Linked DNA regions of Mus musculus: region 1 is linked to region 2. A link is a contact called in public Hi-C data. All regions are on one chromosome and are shown on one strand. Each heading gives the region's core, a stretch centred on a gene start, on an enhancer-like site or on the middle of the called end of the contact. The rest is flanking DNA. Distances are from core to core; before and after follow the strand shown.

Evidence for each region. A called contact is a pair of places that touch in the nucleus more often than the background predicts.
Region 1: a contact with region 2 is called in a Hi-C map of embryonic stem cells, with 3 times the contacts expected there. The contact joins the promoter of Cyp2b10 here to the enhancer-like site in region 2. A contact is called at or near these places in 17 of 39 promoter capture datasets (the 3T3-L1 cell line, 3T3-L1-derived adipocytes, the HPC-7 cell line and 8 more), 6 of 15 datasets of contacts at CTCF or cohesin (embryonic stem cells, liver and stem cell-derived epiblast-like cells), 122 of 484 Hi-C or Micro-C datasets (8-cell embryo, the AML12 cell line, the AtT-20 cell line and 46 more), 17 of 115 datasets of contacts at active chromatin or transcription factors (acute myeloid leukemia, differentiating embryonic stem cells, embryonic stem cells and 7 more) and 4 of 9 other capture datasets (adipose tissue, embryonic stem cells, embryonic trunk and 1 more).

The regions. Positions count from the first base shown.
Region 1 is chr7:25,892,681-25,899,439 of GRCm38.p6, reverse strand. Cyp2b10 (cytochrome P450, family 2, subfamily b, polypeptide 10) reads right to left here and starts at 1,782. Exons shown (of 9, transcript NM_009999.4): 1 at 1,585-1,782. The coding sequence starts at 1,755.
Region 2 is chr7:25,856,652-25,863,896 of GRCm38.p6, reverse strand. No RefSeq gene overlaps it. Among named protein-coding and RNA genes, the nearest start is that of Gm46015, 22 kb to the right of the region's middle. Within about 2 kb of position 3,811, at least 21 of the 459 cell types and tissues checked have an H3K27ac peak or open chromatin away from gene starts, as enhancers often do. A contact at or near this core is called in differentiating embryonic stem cells, embryonic stem cells and extraembryonic ectoderm, where this site is marked.

The DNA of each region.
Region 1 (6,759 bases), core at 533-3,032, 38 kb before region 2:
ACTGGGAAGTTGGCATGGGACTTTGGGTGTCCCCCGACTAAGTTAATTAGTTAATTAATTAATTAATTAGGGAAAAATATCACCTTCACTACAGGGGAAAGATGCACCATTTTGGATGCTACCACCGCTCCCTGTGGGTCTGTGGGCAGTGGTGGCGCTGGCTGTGGAAGGGAGTCAATTACTTTCATGGTATGGTTACTCCTAACTTCATGTTTCAGTAAATAGTTCCCGCCCATGGTCATGAAGTTGTCAGCATCTCATCTTTTACTCACCAACCCTCCCACCTGAACCTAGAGCCCAGAAGGCATCCATCCTTTTGCTTCATACTAAGTTATCTCCAAGAAATAAACCACACATCAACCCACCCTGAACGACCCTAACTAAACTCAGTGGGTAAAAACATAAAAGGGGCATCAAGGTAGGAAGAGGCATGTTGGCCAAAAGAAGGGTTTCTGTGAGAGAAAGAGGGAAAGGAGGGGTCACAGATGACAAAGGTCCAGCATATGTGTACATTGAATTGTCAATGGATTTCTTAAAATAAATCAGGTAGGATGTTGGCTTGACCTTTCCTCACACATGGGAGGCATGTGTTTAAAACATGTGTGGCAGTGTGTGGCGACACACTTATCATTCCAGAGGCTAAGGTAGGAGAATCATGAGTTGGGAACCAACCTAAAAAATAAAAACAGGAGCCGGGCGTGGTGGCCCATGCCTTTAATCCCAGCACTCGGGAGGCAGAGGCAGGTGGATTTCTGAGTTCGAGGCCAGCCTGGTCTACAGAGTGAGTTCCAGGATAGCCAGGGCTATACAGAGAAACCCTGTCTTGAAAAACCAAAAAAATAAAAAATAAAAAAAAAATAAAAACAGGGACAGACCCCATCTCAAAAAATAAGTTAATATAACTGGATTTGCCACTAGTGCTGGGAAGGGGAGGGATCTTTTAAAAGCCAGGTGGTAACAAATACAAGGTTCAAAAGTGTGATCTCCACAGCTACGGCGAAGAACAGAGGGATGGGACTTATAGTCACTACCTCAGCTCTCTCATGAAAGGCAGGATCACGGATGCTGATTACAGATGCTGTAAGCAAGTGGTAATTAAACATGAAACACTGTGTGTGAAGCACCAATATAGACACTGATAGGTCAGTGCCAAGCCAGGGGCTGGAATAAACTGATAACACTCCTACCCACCCCTCCTCCTGTTCTGCCTCTCTTCCCCTTTGTCCTAGAACACCTCAGGCTAATCTCTTGCTGGCAGAAGCAAGCCTTCATGTTGATGCCTCTGATATTTTTCTTTCTCTTCTGGAACAGACAAGCTCCAAGGAGTGAAATTCTGCACGCTCACACCTCAACGCCTCTACGCCTCTCGAAGCCCAAGCACAAGTGCCCCCACACAACTCCAACGTAGCAAGATTTGCCTGTCTATCTGAGTACCATCCACCACAAATCAGCATCTCACCCTCCCCTCAGCAACCTTCCCACCTGAACCTACACCGTGGAAGGAGTCTCTTGCTCTTCCTGATGAGTGACCTCCGAAAACAAAAGCAGGGGGAAACCCACACTAAGACCTCATATTGTTCTCACCTGAATAAAAGACTTGAGGAGGCCTCCTCTGTCCATCTGCAAGAGGTTCCCCAAGAGGGGCAGGGGACGGGGTCCTGGTGGGAAGTTGCCACGGGACTTTGGGTGTCCCCTGGCTAAGAGTAACAAGAAGCCCACAAGGAGAGCAAGGAGGAGCAGGACACTGGGCTCCATGGTCCTGGTCTAACCAATGTTGACTTCACTCCACGCTCCAGCAGGATCTTTTATGCTGGCCCCGCCTCTCCACTCAGTTATGCAACTTCAGCTGTTCCCGCCTCCTGTCTCTCATTGTCCAGAGCGTGAGGAGCCATAGCAACTCCCTGCTTTGGCTGCTCACTCCTCATTCCCTTACCCTCACTGTAGATGTTGGCAAGGACACCATGAAACAGATACATAGGACAAAAGGGCACTGGGAGTGATGCTTCTTGTTTTATGGAGGTGGGTGTGCCCTTGTCAGCTCAGTTTTGTCTGTTCACTTACTGGGACAAGAGACTGCGGGTGTGCTGTACGCTTTTAATACCTGAAAGGTCATTTCTGAGATGAATGTACGGATGTGTATTTCTGTGTCTGAGTCTAGATGTGCTACCTAATCTATTCTTACATGTCTGGGGTGTATTTACATGTCTAATCTTAAATTATGGAGGCCTCTCTGTATGTTCTTTATGTCCTGGGTAAACGTGATTACATTTGGCTTGACAAGAGTAGTGTCCCATGATCTTTTGTTTGTCTCTGCCTGTTCATTCCCTGATCCAGGTTTTTTTAAGGTCTGCAGATATAATTTCTCCAGAGCCCCCATTTCACTCTCTGGCCCATGATAGCCATAGATGGGAGAAAAGGGAGGAGAAAAAAGGAGAGGCAAGAGAGTAGTGAGGCTCAGAAGTCAGGTGGACAGAGGCGAAACCTGGCAGAGCAGATGGAGCTCCTGGGTTTCTGGACTGGCTAGCTTTTGTGTCAACATGACACATGCTGTAGTCATTTGAGATGAGGGAACTTCAATTGAGAGAATATATCCATAAAATCACACTGAAGGCAAGCCTTTAGAGTGTTTTCTTAATCAGCGATTGGATGTTGGAGGGCCTAAGTCACCGTGGGAAATTTCATCCCTGGACTGGTGATCCTGGGTTCTATAAGAAACCAGGCTGAGCAAGCCATGATGAGTAAGCAGCATCCCTCCATGGCCTCTGCATTGCCTCCAGCTTCCTGCCTTGTGTTCCTGCCCCGACTTCCTTGGATGATAAACTATAAATTGCAAGCAAAATATATCCTTTCCTCCCCAAGTTGCCTGTAGAAGTTTTATCACAGAAATAGAGACCCTAACTCAGATTGTCTCTGACCACTGTGTCTAAGGACAAATGGTTCCACTCATCCTCCTTGTTGTTTTCACAGCACAGGAAGTTCTCTGACCTTCCCTCTTGCTAAAAGGAAATAAAAAGCTAAGAGGGAAATAGAAAGTTCTTAATTAGCCCACCAGTACAGGGGTAACATTGATCCGCTCAGAACATGTTCTATTTCGAATGCAAAAATCTGTCTCAGAAGTTCATGTTTCAACACTATACCTAACTGATATTATTTGGGGAGGTGGCAGGACACTTAGGGCTAAAGCTTGCAAGAAAGAAGTAGGTTGCTGGAGGTAACCTAATGAATTATAACTTTACTGAATCAATCTCTCTCTCTCTCTCCCTCTCTCTCTCTCTCTCTCTCTCTCTCTCCCTCTCTCTCTCTCTCTCTCTCCCCTTCTTCCTCCCTCTCTCCTTCCTCCTCCTTCTTCCATCTCTTGTACATAAGAACAACCACAAGCTCCAACATCTAGACCAAGCCCCAAATGCCATACCTCCCCTGCAATGAAACTGAGAGGAAATAAATCCTTCTCCTCAGTTGCTTGGTAGCAGGAATTTGGGAGAAAGAGTCTCACTGTCCATCCTAGGTTCCTGGTCCTTCTGCCTCTACATCCCAGGTGTCAGGATTTCAGGTTTGTACTACCATATCCAGCTATCTGTTTTAGCTACATCTTTATAGCTCAAACTGGTTGTGGTCGACTTGCTTCAACTTCTGAAGTAAATAAGTTCAAACCACCACACATTTTAAGCCCATTGGTTGAACTCTTCATTCTTTGGTCTTAGACAAGGTCCCCCTACATATCCCAGGCTGACTTTGAACTCATAATGTTCTCTTCTGGCCTCCCCACTACTGGGACCACAGATGTGTGCTATCACATTTAGAACATGCCAAGCTCTTGATGGCCACATTTGGAAAGCAGCTATCATGTGGACAATGTAGTTCTAATCCACTGTGTGGTCTTAGACAAGACTCTTAATCTCTCTGTACTTCTGTCTATTAAAAAGTGGAGGCAATATACACCTCTCCAAAATGTAAGTATTGTGCCAGTTACTGCATAGAACACACTTCATGGCTCCCACTGGGAATCCTGGGCTGGAATACTGACCCAAGTTCAGTGCCAGATCAACCAGCTTGGCAGGAGCAAGGTCCTGGTGTCAGGCAAGTTGATGGTGGCACTGTGCCAAGGTCAGGAAAGTACAGATTCTGTGCCCGAAATCACCATGTTTTTCTGACCTTCCTCCTAAGTCACTGGAGTGCACCTCTTCAAGATTGTGTCCTGATCCAGACAGGCATTAGCTGAACATCACAAAAGGGGTGCTGCTTCCTCTCCCTCCACCTCTCTCCATTAAAGAGAAATGAAGTGTTGTTAAGGAGAGGTCCAAGGATGGGCAGAGCAGCCCATGATTTTCATCTCCACGTTGGGAAGGCTGTCCTTGCCTGGGTAACTTAGGGAGACCCTATCTCAAAATTAAAACTTTAAGAGTTGGTTGTATACCCTTAAGGTAGACCATTCTCCTGGTATCTTAGTTTATTTTCTGGTTCTGTGAAGAGACACCATGACAAAGACAACTTATAGAAGAAAGAGTTTGTTTGGACTTCCTTGTAATTCAAGAGAGTTAGAGTCCATAACCATCATGGCAAGGAGCACGGCAGCAGACACGCATGACACTGCTCAAGTGTCAAGAGCTCGGTAGTTGAGAGCTTACATCTTTATCTACAAGCATGAGAGAGAGAGAGAGAGAGACAGACAGACAGACAGACAGACACAGACACAGACACAGAGAGACAGAGAGAACCAATAACTGAAAATGGTTATTGAAACCATTTTGAAACCTCAAAGTCCATTCCTAATGACACACCTCTCCAAAGGCCACATTTCCTAATCTTTCACCAACAGTTCCAGAAACTGGGGGCCAAGCATTCAAACATATGGGTCTATGGGCCATCCTCATTCAAACTACCACACCTAGACACATCTGACAACAGTGAAGGACTTGGGGCTCTGTGGCATAACACTAGTCTTGCATAAATGAGACCATCGGCTCAATTCCCATTACAGAGAGAGACAAGGTAGTAGAGGAGTAACGTGTGATATGTATGAAAACTTCATAATGAAATCCATTATTTTATATTCTTAAGAAGTTACAGAAAAGTTCATGAGGACCTGGAGAAATAGCTCAGCCAGAAACGTACCTGCCTCAGAAGCACAAGAAGCTGAGTTGGGGTCCCCAGCATCCACATAAAAGCTAGGCATGGATACAGAGCATATATCTGCAAGCCCAGCATTTGAAGGGTGGAATAGACAGAAGGAGATAGATACCTGGATCTCATTGGCCACTCAGCCAGCCAGCTGAATTGATGAGCTTCAGGTGAAGCGAAAGACTCTGTCTCAAATTAACTTAATTAATTGATTAATTGGAAAACAACTGAGGAAGGTAGTAACATTACTATCTAGCCTCTCCACAGAAACATAAGCAGATATACCACACACAAGCACAGAGAGAGGGGGAGGGAGGGAGAGAGAAACTTTAAAGAGAAAAAAATTAAATAAGCATTTAAAAGTGTACACAGATTGGCCACAGAGAAAATGGTTATGTAAACTATGTATATACAACTTGCCTTTACTTTAGGATCTCCCATTTTTAAGTGCAGAAACAAAGGACCCACAGCAGAACTTCAGTTTAATAGATTTGATGCCAGAGTTCATGATGGCAGCTTTAGAGAAAAAATCATAGCGCCAACTAAACACATAAACGTGTGTGACCCTGTGGTGGAACAAATGCCTTTAATACTAGCATTCAGGAGGCAGGGGCTGGTGAATCTCTGCAAAATGCAGGCTAGCCTGGTCTACATAGTGAGTTCCATCTAGTCAAGGCTATGTAGTAAGACTCTGTCTCAAAAAAAAAAAAAAAAAAAAAAAAAAAAAAAAACGGCCCCTAGTGAAGTGGAAAAACTGAACCCACCCCTCACCAGGGTGGTGTAGAAGAGCTAGCCCCATGCCTTGCCTGGGCATCCCATTTCAGCTGGCCGTGGTAGCGTGGGCTCAGGAGAACCAGCCCTGAGGATATTAGAGCAAGAGAGTTTGCCCTGTCCCTCACCAGCTGTGGAGTTTGGGTAATCTGACCCTGCCCCTTGCTGAGGCAATGCTGGAGAGCTGGCCCTGGTGGCCTGGATCTGGGAGAGCTGACCCAGATGGTGTGAGTGCAGCTGGTCTTGTCCTTTGCAGGCCTTTGCAGGCAAAACTGACCTGCCCCTTGCCTGGGCAAAGCAGGAGAAATGGCGCTCGTTTCACTGGCACAGGAGAGCTGGTGGCTGACCGGCTCACTACCACCCAGGCCCAGATCCAGGGCTTTGAGTTGACCCACCCCAACATCTACCCCACCTATGAGTGCTGGAGCATGAGAAGGGGGCAGATACTGCAGAACCAAAGCTGTAGGATCTCCATGACACAGGACAACAACAGTGAGGACCCAGTATTGATAGAGTAGCAGAAGCCAGAGGCCTTGAAACAGACCAGTGACTCATTGCAAGGACTCACTGCAAGTAAAGATGTGTGAGTAGAGAGGTAAACTGTGGGACACGCTGTAACACACCACAGCTTCCAACATAAGATGGTTTATTTTTATCTTTTATTTTCATTTTTTTTTCATTTTTTTTTGGTGGGGGGGGAGATTGCAAGGGCAGATACAGAGGAATAGGGAGATGTTTTCATGATGTGAAATTCACGAAAAAAATCAATAGAATTTTTTTTAAGTATAAGGTTGTCCAATTCTCCTGCTGTGGACTTAGCATCATAAGGTGACAGATCTAGAAAGTCAGAAGATTGTTGCCAGGGTATGG
Region 2 (7,245 bases), core at 2,562-5,061:
AGACCCGTTTAGTACAAGAAGAGAACTGATTCCCACTAATTATCCTCTCACCTCAACACATGCTCTACAATTAATAAATAAAATATAATTTTAAAGTTGTGTTTATTTTATGTGTATGAGTTTTTGCCTACATGTATATATGTGTACCACAAGAGAGTCTGGTGACCTGAGAGGACAGAAAGGGTTATCAGATCCCTAGAAACTGCAATTAAGGACAATTGTCAACCACCACATGGGTACTGAGAACCAAACCTGGAGCCTCTGGAGCAGTGATTCTCAACCTTCCTAATGCTGCAACCCTTTAACACAGTTCCTCGAGTTGTGGTGACCCTCCCCCCAACTGTAAAATTATTTCATTGCTACTGCATAACTGTAATTTTGCTACTGTTATGAATCATTATGAAAATATGTGTGCTTTTTGATGGTCTTAGGGGATCACTGTGAAAGGGACCTTCGGTTCAAACCTAGGACAAGCAGCTGAGGTGCCTATTTAACACCAAAGCAGACATGACCCCCATTTTCTCCCAGTATTCCTCAGTCCCTACCTGCTACAAGGTGTGGCTGGCATATCCCACCCTCTGCCCTGTGTGCCCCCCACCCCAGCCTTGACCTGGCTGAACAAGTCTCCGGACACTGGAGCCAGGCATCTGGCTCTGCTACATTTACATCTTCCTTCCAGAGAACTGAGAACTGCTTCTCACACTGAGATGCTGAAGTCAACTCAATCCAGCTGAAACAAGCAGAACCCAGCTGAAACAAAGGGATGGGTCCTTGGGGTTTCCCATATAAATTCAGTGCCATATAAAATCATTAAAGATTGAGCCTGAATCAGAGAACGTTGTCTTGGCTGGTTATTTCTCTCGCTGTCCTTCCCATCAATCCCCAGCTTTACCTTTCAGGAACCCTATAACCATGGCTGCAGGCGGCTACAGCCCTGAACTTTCCAGTCCAGCTTCTGGGCTTCCCTTTCTCCAGAGGCTCTTCCCTCTGGACATTTCGGCATCGCCGCCACCACCACCCAACCCCTACACTTCTCTCTTCCTGCTGAAAGGACAACATAAACTCCATTTGTCTACAGGACCAGGCCTGAGTTCAAAGAAAGGCCAGACGGCACCAGCTCCAAGAACAGACAGAAGATAAATCCCAGAAACTAGGAGTAGACCATAAAATCTAGAACAAGATCTTAAAGCCCCTTCCCAAGGAACAGCCTGGGGATAACCACAAAAATGGAAATATCTATCTCAGAACGGGCCATCTGTGCTGGGCAGCCCTATCTCATCCTATGGTTAAACATTCACGACAGAAGAATGCAGACTACTGACCTCCTATGACCCCCACCCCAGCACCCACCAATGAAATTTCAGATTACCTAATCCTTCTAGAAAGTTCAACCAGTTCCCTATGAGAAGGGCTGTGAGCCTTTGTCTGAGGTCACCATTTTGGAGAATGGCTGACCCCTGCATGTTGGATGTTTCTGGAGAATAAACACTCTTTGTCTTTACATACTATCTGAGTCTGGGGTCTTCCTTCAGTGGTTTTTCTGATCCTTACACTTTGAGTCCCAACCACCACCATCTGCATGACAATTTCCATGGCATCATTCCTTGGAACTGGTAACCCCACCCAGTAACTGCCCTCCAAAAAAGCTATTTTTTTTTTTACCTTTTTTTAATGTGCATTGTTGTTTTGCCTGCAAGTATGTCAGGGTGAGGGCATCAGATCTTAGAGTTACAGACAATTGTGAGCTGCCATATGGGTGCTCGTAGTTGAACCCAGGTCTTCTAGAGAGCATTCAGTGCTCTTAACCACTGAGCCATAGCTCCAACCCCATGAGCCATCTTTCCAGCACCCTCTTTTTTAGTTTTAATTGATCTTGGATTGGTTTATTGCATTGGTTAGACCCCAAAAGGGCCTCAACCTACAAGCTAGACCAACTGTTGATGAACTGTGGGACCTTGGACAAGCATCCTAAACTCTCTGCTCCTGTTTCCTTATTTATAACCTAGGACTGCACTCTGTGCACAAGGATGTCTGTTGTCTGTTTTTTTTTTTGTAGTGAGGGACTTTCCTTGCTTTCCTCGGTCCCTGGCATTAAAGGGCAGGAATGGGGGCTGGGCTAGAGAGATGGCTCAGTGGTTAAGAGAACCTGTTCCATGGACCTGGGTTGGGCTGCCAGCACCCACACAGAGCTCACAACCAGCTGTAACTCCAGTTCCAGGGGATCTACCACCCTCTTCTGACCTTTGCAGGAAACAGGCATGCATGTGGTCCACAAAGATTCAGGCAAATACACAGATTCATACATATAAGACAAAAATAAATGAATATTTAAAGAGCATGATGAGATTCAGGGACTGCTCAAGGAAGACCCAGGTGGGACTAAGAGCCTCAAGATGACCTCTTCTTGGTCCAGCTGCTTACCTTGAGAGTTAAGGAGGAACCCAAGAAGGGATGTGGACTAGTGACACACACCTCTGATCCTATCATTTAAAAGGCAGAGGCAAACAGATCCCTGTGAGTTCCAGACCATCTTGATCTGCATTTGGAATTCCAGGCTAGACAAGGCTCCATAATAAAACCCTATCTCAAAAAAAAAAAAAAAAAAAAAAAAAAATTAAGGAGAAGAAAAGAAGGAGCAAAAGCAAAGACCAGAGCCAGGCATGGTGGTACACATCTAGACCGGCTTGGTCTACATAAAAGTTTCAGAATACCCAGGGCTACATAGAAAGATCCTGTCTGAAAGAGAGAGAGAGAGAGAGAGAGAGAGAGAGAGAAGGGTGGGAGGGAGGGAGGGAGGGAGGGAGGGGGAGGGAGGGAGGGAGGGAGGGAGGGGGGAGGGAGGGAGGGAGGGAGGGAAGGAAGGAAGGAAGGAAGGAAGGAAGGAAGGAAGGAAGGAAGGAAGGAAGGAAGGAAGGAAGGAAGGAAGGAAGGAAGGAAGGAAGGACTATGTTGTATGGCTGGATAGAGATGAAAGAGGAAAAGCTTTGTTTTGTTTTGTTTTGTTTTGTTTTCACTTGACTTTTTTTTTTTTTTAACCAAAATGCTCATCAGGGAAATTATGGAAATTTAATCAAAAGAAGTTCCTAGAAAAATCTCTGAGGGCTAGAGAATTCCCCAGGGGCTGGGACATGGCTCAGTGGTAGAGCAGCTGCCTAGAATCTCCCAGTGAGAGGCTGGGGTGTGGCTCAGCGGTAGAGCCCCTGCCTATAATCTTCCAGTGAGGGGCTGTAGTGCAGCCCAGATTTAGACCACTTGCCTAGAATACATAAAGCCATAGGTTTCATCTCCATTACTGCACAAAAGACCACAAGACCACATGTTGTTGCTGTAACCAAGTAACTCTACTCACATCGTCCTGGTGGTGGCAGCAGAGGTGCTCTTTGCTACCCACCCCAATGTTCAGGGTTCCCGAATGAAAGACAGACAGACACACACACACACACACACACACACACACACACACACACACACACACACACACACACAGCTTTTTAATATGCCTTAAACAGCTCAATGTCTGGGTCACTTCCAAAACTTCACAGTTTCCCCTCCGATATCCCTGACTCATTAAAACCTATATTCCATCTTGGCTGCCCCGGACCTAGACCTGCAGCCCTCTCTGGCTGAGTTCTCCAGCACCTATAGGACAGCCATGCTCTCTGTCTCCTACCTCTCAGGTGTGGCCTCTACTCCTTTCCTGGCTTGGTATCCATCTCCCTTCCTGCTCCTTCCTCAGTTCCTTGCCCAAGAATCCCAAAGTCCCGCTTCTGTCTCCCTGGCAAGCCATTGGCTGCCGGCAACTCCATCCACCAATCAAAACCAAGTGGGGGCAGGGTCCCTCAGGGTCTTACATGCAGACTTGCAGTTTTGGGAGACCAAATCCACAACAACATGCCTTTGAATGCGCTGCCGAGGAGTTACCTATGGCCTTGAGGAATCAGGAATTTAAGTAAAGCAGCATCCTAGTCAGGTTTGGGCTTTGGAGAAAATCACTTCAGCTTGGAGAATGCATTCGAAAAGACAAGGCAGAGTATGGGTGGTACGGGAGTGGAATGAGGCTAGCAGAGCTCCTGAGTTCAAGCTAACTGTGGTAACAAGAGACCCCAAAGCTTCAAGGCTTAAAGAAACTGAAGCTTATTTCTTATTTAAATTTCATTTGGATGATCTGATGGGTCTCCCCTGGTTGTGACCACGGATATAAAATCACTTTGTCCCAGAAGTGATATATACCACTCCTTTTGCTGAGGATGAAATCACTCAGTCCATCAATATGCAAGAAAGAGGGTTTGAGAGGGCTGTGTAACTGGGCAGACATTGCCCCGTAACAGCTCTAAATTATAGAAGGCAGACTTCAAGGTTTTGTTCCTTAGCCTATTGACCATGCCAGGGTTCCTGGTCATAGATATTCAATATCCACTACTTACTAACTCAGCAAATACTTTCACTGTGCCTCTCGAATGCACAAAGTATGACCCTAGTACTTGGAACTTGGTCAAAACCTGATCAGAAAAAAAATCCCTGCCGTGGTGAGCTATGGACATCTGGGAAGAATATTGATAAACCCAGACGCTTGGTGTGGTGATGTACACCCGTCCTCCCAGGACCCTTGAGGTGGAAGCAGAAGGACCAGGAGTCGAAGGGCATCCTAGACTACATATCACATTAGAGGCCTGCATGAGATACATTGAGACGCTATCTCAAAAAATAATAATAATACATCCAAGGAAAAAGATAATTCAAAACCTGGTATTTTCCTTTCAGTTACAGAGAGCTGTGGGTTTATTATAGTGCTTTTATTTTTACCCACCCTTAAAAGGGGTGGATGTTGTGGTTTGGATGAGAATGGCCCTGTGATGGTTTGTATATGTTCAGAATTTGGTACCAGGGACGGGGTTGTTGCTGTGATTGGCCTGACCATGCTTTTGTTTAGAAGAATGTGGATCTGGGGATTTTGGATTTGGAAGGCAACGGAATACTTTAAATGGGGCTTGAAGGGTCATCCTAATAGGAATGTGGAAGACTTTGTCATTTGAACTGTTCAGACATGGTCCAAGAGGTTTCAGTGGAGAGGAATTTCAGTATGTGGCATAAAGACTGTTTTGTGGTATTTTGGTGAAGAATGTGGCTGCTTTTTGCATTTGTCTGAAGAGTCTACCTGAGGCTAAGGTGAAGAGATTTATATTAATTGCATTGACAAAGGAAGTCTCAAAAAAAGCCCAGCAGAGACTTTGTTCTCTAGTTAAGTCTCATGAAGAGCATTTTGAACAAGTATAGCAAGCTTAGAAAGTAGAAATATAAAATATATGGTTCAAGTATTAAAGAGGAATCGGGAAGTGAAATGGAGCTAAATCCTGTGTTCAATGATACTAAATTGAATTCAGGGAGTGGTGACCTTGGGGCAAGATCCCACGCAGCTAAATTAGGTTGTACATATTCATTCATGCATGTGGGTGTCGTCTCTCAGAAATTCAGAAAAAAAAATTTTTTGCATTTATTTGGCAAGGGAAGTCTGTACACCATAGGTGCATGTGCAGAGGTCCAAAGACAACTTCTAGGGGGTCAGTTCTCTCCCTGCACCATTTAAGTTCAGGGGATTGAACTTCTGTGCTCCAGCTTGGCAGCAAACACCTCTTCCACTGAGCCCTTTCACTGCCCTGCCACCGTGTTTGTGAGATAGGGTCTTTCATTGGTCTGAAGCTTCACTGTTAGGCTGGCAAGCAAGTCACAGAGATTGACTTGTCCTGCTCCCAGGTGCTGAAATTATAAGCGCGTGAGACCACACTGGGTACTCATGGATAGCCATGTCAATTCTGGATCCTTGGGCTTCCAAGGCAAGCATCTTACCGCCTTGCGTCCTAGTGCTACTGTGACACGAGGTCTCACTATGTACCCAGGCTGGCCTTGAACTTGTGATCCTTCTGCTTTAGCCTTCCAGCTGCCAGGTTTCCAAGCTTTAGGCTCCTTGAATTCTTCCATTTCAGTTCAGGGAAAAGAATGATATAGAAGGCCTGCGTTTATTCAAATTCCTCAAGCAAAAAGAAACTTAAACCTGGAGTGTGCAGCACAATCTAAAAAGGTGAGGGATTTGATCTGGCGTCATAGTGATTGCAGGCCTATAGAATCATAGGCTCCTTGAGGGAGGGGGTATGGGTCAGTGGTCAAGAGCACTGGCTGTTGTTCCTGAGGTCTCAGGTTCAATTCCCAACATCGTCATGGTGACTCACAATTATCTGTAACTCTGATGCCGTCTTCTGGTCTCTCAGGCAAGTACTCACATTCTAAATAAATAAATCTTAAAGGAAGTTAGTTTCCTGGGTTTAAACCTCAAAGGTGTAACTTTTGACAGGTTGCTTTCTTCTCCCTAAGCCTAAGCCCCTTATAATATGCAGACACTGTCACTGCATCCACCTCACTGTGTTACGTGAGACGTGGCAGTATTGTGGGCCTAATCCATAATAGCCTATCAAAAATATGAGTTTTATCTTCTTAATAGTTTAGTATTGATAAGTTGCTATTTGTAGTAAGTCGTGTTGCTGAAGTTTAGATCTGAGATGTCTGGCCAAAGACTTGTGTCTGTTAAAAGCTTGGTCCTCAAGGTGGTGCCATTGAGAAGTACTAGGGCCTTTGGAAGATAAGCCACAGAGGAAGGTCTTTATATCTTTGGGAATCCTTTCCCTTCACAAGTCAATAAACTCGGGTACTTTCTTTTATTTGCCTGTGTATGTGGTGCGCATGCCTCTGGGTTTTCACATGTGTGAATATACCTGTTGTAGGGGTCACATAGGGACTCTCACTGAACTTAGAGGTCACTGTTTCAACTGCTTCTGGCCAGCCTGCTCTCCCCAAGGCTCTTCTGTCTCTACCTCCCAGGAACTGGGGTTACAGGTAGGAAGCCACACCCACTGGCTTCTTTCTGTGAGTTCCAGGATGTGAACTCACACCGGCCCACTGAACAGTCCCCCCAGCCTTCAGGTGTTTTCTTACAATGATGGAAATGGAACTGACACACATGTATTGAATTATTGACTTACAACATCCCACTGAATCCTCATGATGGCGTGTTATTTACACAGAAACATCCTCGGTCAAATGTGGCGCTGAGAGGACTGTAAGTTCTAGCCAGCCTAGGCAGCATAGTCAAGAATTGCCCTCATGCCTGAACATGCATACATATTTTTTAAAAATAGAAGGCAGAAGAAGAGGAGTTACAGAACCAGCAACCATGTGATCACAGGCCTGTAGTCC